Linked DNA regions of Anas platyrhynchos: region 1 is linked to region 2. A link is a contact called in public Hi-C data. All regions are on one chromosome and are shown on one strand. The core of a region is the stretch at or near the end of the contact, and the rest is flanking DNA. Distances in the headings are between cores, read along the strand shown.

Region 1 (3,168 bases), core at 275-2,774, 68 kb before region 2:
TGGAAATGCTAGGACTGAGGTTTTCCTCATTTTACAATAGGGTTTATGGATGTTGGTCAAACAGTCATTAAACCTGTAAAGTGTGCAGGGGGCGGGTAAGGGGAGGAAGGTATTTGATTTGGCTGGGGAAGGGGGGCTAGTTAGTTGGGTTTGTTGTGGGTTGGACTTTTTTTCTTTGTCTAATGATAGCCTTAAACTTCCAGCCCTTCTTGAGTTAAGCAGCTTAATAATGAGTTTACAGTAATACATTGTAGTTTAGTAGAAGCATGATACAAATATATACCAGTTGGTAACGTTTACCCTGAAATGATCATGACAAATAAAAATGTAACCGATTTGTGATTCAGGAATCTTCTGTTCAGCTTGGTTCTTTGAAAAACTAAATACGGATCAGTTAACGCTTTTGTCTCTCTAAGTATCAGCCTGTAACTTAGCTCCTACGCTCACAGCTTCGTTTGAAAGAGTCTGAGGTGAATAAATTAGTCTAGGGTGGAGTTTTTTGTTGGAGGAAGGCTTTAGAGTACCTTAACTCTATGAGCACCCTCCCTTAGTGCACCTGATGAAGTGACCATGGCAGGAACACGCCGAGAAGCTGGTCCAGCACCGTTTTGCTTTGCTTTGCCGGTAGATGGCCCCAGAGGAAAAGGCTTGGGGCTCTGCGGGTCCGGGCTTCACATGCTCGCCATGTGACTCCGAGCTCCGCAGCACGTAGGTATGTGGAAATAAAGAACCCCTTAAACATTACAGTCTGGCTGCTCTGATCAAGTTCTCTCATGGTAATAATCCTGGATTTAATGAACCTTTTGAATTGTGAGCTCAATTGAAATATTTCTAGGATCAGAGTTTCCAGAGCTGTGCTTCATGGGAAGAAAGGAGGGGAGGTGATGTTTATATGGCTATTTCCCCCCTTGCCTCCCCCATCTCCTCAGATACATATTTTCTTGCCTCCCTAGACCTCACTTGTACGTGAGAAAGAATGAGGAGAAGCCCCCCACCCAAGCTATCATTTTTGCTTCTTTTCTGCTTGTAGATCTTTTGTTCACTGAATCTTTTTTTTTTTTCTTTTTTCTTTTAAACATCTGGAGTCTTTTTTCTTTTCCTCCTATTGGTAATTTCTGCCAGGTTTTCATTTTGACACTTCCTGTTACTTTTCTTTGATTTCCATTCTCTCTTTCTGATTTATGATCCTCCTCTCTGCTGAGCCAATGAACAGAAACTGGAATCCAAGTGCATCCTGTTCTGTATATCTTGTAATATTGTTACACAGTTGTTTTCCTTTAAGTCGATGATTTATGCCTCAAGACTTCACTCTCCTTGTAAAATGCTCTGCGAGCCCGATAAGTTAAAAATGCTCAAAACTCGCAGCCAAAGTTTGTCAGAAAAACACTGTGACTTTATGTAGCTGCAAGGAAATTTTTATCTGTGGTTGGGATTTCCAGATTCGGAGTGTCTCAAGGGTGACTTAGTCATAAAAACCGTGTCAACACTGGATAATCAAACTGTGGATAATTAAGCCTGTGTTATCTCTTTGTCAGCTGGACACTACGTCTGTGTTCATCATGTTGAATCAGGTGTAGGTTGTGGCACACATCTGTTCTTAGGCTGTATCTCGTTGCAGTTACTACCCTTTGGTTAATTGCCCCAGAGCATCTGGATCGGCTCCCATGAGCTCTGATACACAGGCATTTTCGGGAACCCAGGAAACTCAAACCCAGTGAAAAAAAAACACAACAAACTCATAAACTGTCCGGCTCCCATGCTGTTCTCCAGATAACTCTCTCAAAATGGATGCCAGCACAAACCCCGAGCTCTCATTCCTGGCTTCCAAGAGCTTTTGGAAGCCGAGGGGAAGCACAGAAGGCAATTCTGGCGTTATCTGTAGCACTGAAGAGCTTGACTGCTACTGCCTGGTTGTGTAGCTTTGCATACCGCTCCCCTAGAGCATCTGAACAAATACTGTGCTCGAGATTCACCTGGCAAAGGGTTTTCTCACAGCCTGGACCAGGGTAGTTGCCCGGTACACGAAGAGAGCCGGCAGGGACTAATGGACCCACCAAGCTGAGTGCCTTGCGACTCTGAGATGCGCATACCTCGCCACTGCAGATCCAGAAAATGAGGCTGCAAAGGAGAGCGGTGATTACTGAGGGGAATGAGGTGCTGTGGGACCGCTGCCAGCCCACCGTGTGTTTGTTAAGGAAGTTCAGAGCAGGTCCAGGGCAATGGGTTTGTTTAGCAGCGTGTAAGGACTGGAAGAAGTTACCTGGCAGAAAGGCAGCTGGGGTTGCTGAAACCAAGCTGGGAAAATAATCGGCAGGGTGACATGATGGAGGTGTAAGCCCTGGGGGCTCGTGGCACACACACGCACAGAGGGTAGTCAGATGCAGCAGCACGGTTTGCTTTCAGTGCTCCAAGTCTGGAAGAGCCAGACATGTCAAACGTGATCCGCTCACGTGTTCCTGTGAGGTAGGTAGAAGGAACAGAGCTGGGGGGAGATAAACTACCAGAGGCACATGGCTGAAGTGCTAAGACTGAGAAAAGCGGAAAAGCAATTGCTTTGTTTTATTTCCCCAAAATAAAATGTTTAAAAAAAAAGAAAAGGCAAAGCCCCACAGTCCCCTGCTTCTAAATGCTCTTCCCAGAGGTCAGCAATCCGAACAGTACCTGCAGTTTACCTCTTGCAAATCCAACTCAGCTGTACTAAAACTCTTCTTCGGGAACGTGGGTCTCATCAAATCCCTGCAAGAGGATTGAAAACTGAAATGAGACGTGCTGAAGCCATTTTGTGGCAGCTTTGAAAGTCAGAACCTACTTGTCCCTGGACAAAATAAGATTAACAAGTTCAAGGTAGTTTGTAAAGAAAGCAGGGTGACAAATAGGATAGACAAAACACAGCTTTCATTTATTGCATCGGGCCTTGTCTTGAAGAAAAACAGTACATTTTGTAGAATGAAGAACGCCTATACAAAATAATGATTAAAAAAAAAAATAAAATTAGGATACTCTTAAGACATGCAAAGCTTGTACTATCATCAGCTCGCCTGACCCATTCTAGCTGTCTTTTGATTCATGGGCTCACTGCAGCACTGCTAATGTGGCAGCCTTGCACGGCTAAGCCAGGTTCTCAACAAACAGAAATCAAAAGATGGCCAGGACAGAGCAAGAATAAAG
Region 2 (3,299 bases), core at 778-3,277:
GCCTTGAATAGCATCAGACAAGCATCGCCCATACTGATGCTAAGGAGAAATCCCACCTCCAACCTTTGCCTCATGACCACACATTCCCCCTGCTAACCTTGTGCCAACAGCTAGGATCAATAGGCTTGATCAGGGATATGACAGGAGAATAACCATGATGATAAATAAAAAGTAATGCCAGCACAAGCAGACATTAAACTGCACAGTCACATGAACACAGGCTCTTTAGCTTCTTCCAGGGAGCTGCATGTTTACAGCCATCATTTAGGGCTGACTGTAGTGCCATGGACTTCCCTAACGTGTTAGAACTGCTAGGCCCGCGTGGATGTTCCTGATGTCCACATGGCACAGAAAACAAACAGCTCCCCTTCAAAACCAAACCAAGTGGACAAAACAGCCACAGGAACAGGGGAAAGGACACAGAGAGCCTCTACCTGCAGACCTGAAACTGGGCTCAAACCACAAACACAGCCAGGACAGTCCATTTGCTAGGAGCGGAGGAAAGAAATGGTTTCTGATATATCCAAATACATAAAATGTGAAAATGAGAGTGCAGAGAAGAAGCTAACTCTTGGGAAGATAAAGGTTGGCAGCAATATACGGCCTGCAGTTACCCTTTGCCTACTCCAAAACCTCAATTCTGCAAGTAAATGGAAGCACAGAAAACCAGAACCAGAAAACTACTATGCTTTAAAAGTAGCAATCCTCACTCAATCATCCCAAAATGCAGAGCAGGGCTAGGATGTTTTGCAAGAAAAGCTATAACCCCATCTTTATGTGCAGGAAGGTGTCTCAATGACAAGGGACCCACGTCACCAGGCTCCCCATCAGCTCTGCAAGCACTCCCAGACACAGGGCCCTAATTCTCAAACCTTCACTAACCCCCTGGCTCTAATTCTTGCCTCCATAAGAGCTCTGGTTCCCAGAAGCATCCCCATCAGCCATCAGGCAGGAGTGCTGCAGCTCCAGGGGCTTAGGCACAGGAATTCAGTTTTCCTTTCCTCTGAGGCTGAGAAATGCCTCCTGCCACCTGGATATCCTGCCAGTAGCACATGCAGAGTCCAGAGGGGAAGGTTTTGGGGACCCTCCCTGAGTTATGACCTGCTACTGGGCTGCTCGCAGAGAAAGGAGAGCAGTTACTCGCAAGCCATTTTATGCACAATTTATGCCAATACTTTGCATCATAAAAAAGTGGTTTGCTTCTTGTGCTGCAGAGAACAAGAATGTTGAGTATCCTGCCATGCCTCCTACTTTGTGAAGCAAAAAAAGCAGGGAAGAGGTAAAGGGTTTAATCAGCCTCCAATTCATTTTTATTGTTAGCAGATGCTTCAACTTGCTAGTTCTCGGAGGCTGCTTCAGTCTCTGCTTTGCCATCGCCCAAATACCAAATACATTGTCAGCACTGACAACTACAGAAACGCTGCTGGCAGACACCAGAGATGCTGTAGCACAGAGCAGCACAGCTCCCGGCCCTGTTAGTGCTCGGACACGGCTGTTTGCAGGGGAAAGCCAAGGAGGCCTGGGATGAAGAAGGAGCAGGTGCCAGCAGCAAAGGGGTGCTGGGAGGGGCTCTTCAGAGGACTGTAGGGAGAAGCTGAAATGATTTCCCTGCTCTCCCTGAGCCCACTTGTTCCTCCTGGTGCTGCAGGGCACTTACCTTGTGCTTGCTGTACCAGGGGCCGGAGAGGGGCCCCTCAAAGAACACATTTTGCTCCGAAACGGGGAGGATGCCCATGTCCCTGCCCTCAGCCCCCTGTCACGCCAGCGGGGACAGGTGGCCGGCAGCAGAGGCGAGCAGGACGAGGACGTGGCACTCGCTTCCTGGTGTGGGTAAGGCTGTGCCTGTGGGTCACCCTGCACCCAGGGGCACGCAGCGTGACCGAGGGCAACAGGAGACCCTCAGCTGGGGAAGATTTACATCAGGGTGCGTAGGAGAGGAAGGGGAATTGGTCAGCAGGTTTTGCTGCTCCTTCCCAGGGCATTCAGGTGCCTTTTTTCTTTTTTTTTTTTAATTTATTTTATTTATTTTCCTCCCTCTCTGACTTCCCCAATGCCCCACCCTGCTCTTAAAAGGCAGCCTGGGAATTTAACTCCTTCAAATCAATGCCTAAATTTCATGACCAAATTGTTCACTCCTCACAGATAGCTTACCAGAGCTGGAAGTTGTTGTTTCCATATTCATATAGTCACTTGCATAAATTCTTATTTCTGTCATGCATTCTTTGCTCGTAGACATTTCCTGAATAGCTTCTTTGCAGAGATTTCAGGCAATGGGTTTGTTTTCAATCTGTGGCTTTATCCATTCATTCAGTTAGTTTTGATTTAATCACTTAAGCTCTCCTGAGGAAAACAACCAGAAAAGCTCCTTAAATGGGAGATTAGGAGCTAGTCAGATAGGAGCTTGGCTGAGTTACACTGGGGGACAGAAATGGGCTTCTAAAGAAACACAGAAAGCAAAAATTAAGCCATCACATCTTCAGGCTCTGGACAGGATAACTTCTTGTTTATCTAGAGAGCTCATGTGATCCTCTACCTTCTATCTGAAGCACTGGGATGTTGGTCAGCTGGACTTGAAAATGTCCAAAGCCCTGAAAATTTCTGTAAGAGACGAGGCTTGGGGGGCAGTTCTTGTACCACCTGCTACAGCAGACAGTTTTGTCCTGCTGTTAGGTAGAAGAAATTGGATTGATTCTTGGTTCCAGTGTGCCTGATGGTCCTACCATCAGCGAGATGCATGAGGAGAGAAGAGAACAAGACAGCAAGCAGCAGAGGAGGCTGGGGAGTGAGCTTCCAGCAGACAAGGAGGTATTATACCTAATGGACATAAGCAGCAGCAAAGTTGACTGCAGAGAGACAAATGAGGATACAGACTCTCAGTATGATTAATTTATTTGAAAATGGAAGGAACATGTAATTACAGGAAAGAAACTGAAGTTAAATCAACGCTCTCCTGCTTTGCTATATAAACAATACCTGTGTTAGCTACAGGGATGTTATTTGGATTCAGCCAGAGGTGAACTGGGATATGGGAGAGGCTGAGGTGGCAAGGTCAGTCATCTTCAGTCAGATGATGATATAACACCCCAAAATAGGAAACTTTGCCTTATAACAAGAAATGTTTTGTTCGTGTGTGTGGTCCAACTTGAAGTACCAGTTTCTCTGATCACAACTCCAGTGAGTCCTCTGTAAATACTGGAGCTAGCTGAAGCCACATATACATAGGTATACTGAAAAAAAAAAAAAAAAAAAGCTCCAATATTTCATGGCTATGTAAATTGCTGCAGACTATTTTTACAGTG

Evidence for each region. A called contact is a pair of places that touch in the nucleus more often than the background predicts.
Region 1: a contact with region 2 is called in a Hi-C map of liver, with 2.5 times the contacts expected there. The contact joins the enhancer-like site here to the promoter of NIPAL2 in region 2. A contact is called at or near these places in 3 of 8 Hi-C or Micro-C datasets (F5 follicle, liver and subcutaneous adipose tissue).

The regions. Positions count from the first base shown.
Region 1 is chr2:22,920,982-22,924,149 of IASCAAS_PekinDuck_T2T, reverse strand. It overlaps NIPAL2 (NIPA like domain containing 2), which reads right to left. Exons shown (of 12, transcript XR_011807405.1): 11 at 2,662-2,736; 12 at 2,324-2,456. POP1 (POP1 homolog, ribonuclease P/MRP subunit) reads left to right here. Exons shown (of 15, transcript XM_027452507.3): 15 at 1-1,980. Among named protein-coding and RNA genes, the nearest start is that of POP1, 25 kb to the left of the region's middle. Within about 2 kb of position 1,524, at least 3 of the 8 cell types and tissues checked have an H3K27ac peak or open chromatin away from gene starts, as enhancers often do.
Region 2 is chr2:22,853,283-22,856,581 of IASCAAS_PekinDuck_T2T, reverse strand. It overlaps NIPAL2 (NIPA like domain containing 2), which reads right to left and starts at 2,027. Exons shown (of 12, transcript XR_011807405.1): 1 at 1,658-2,027.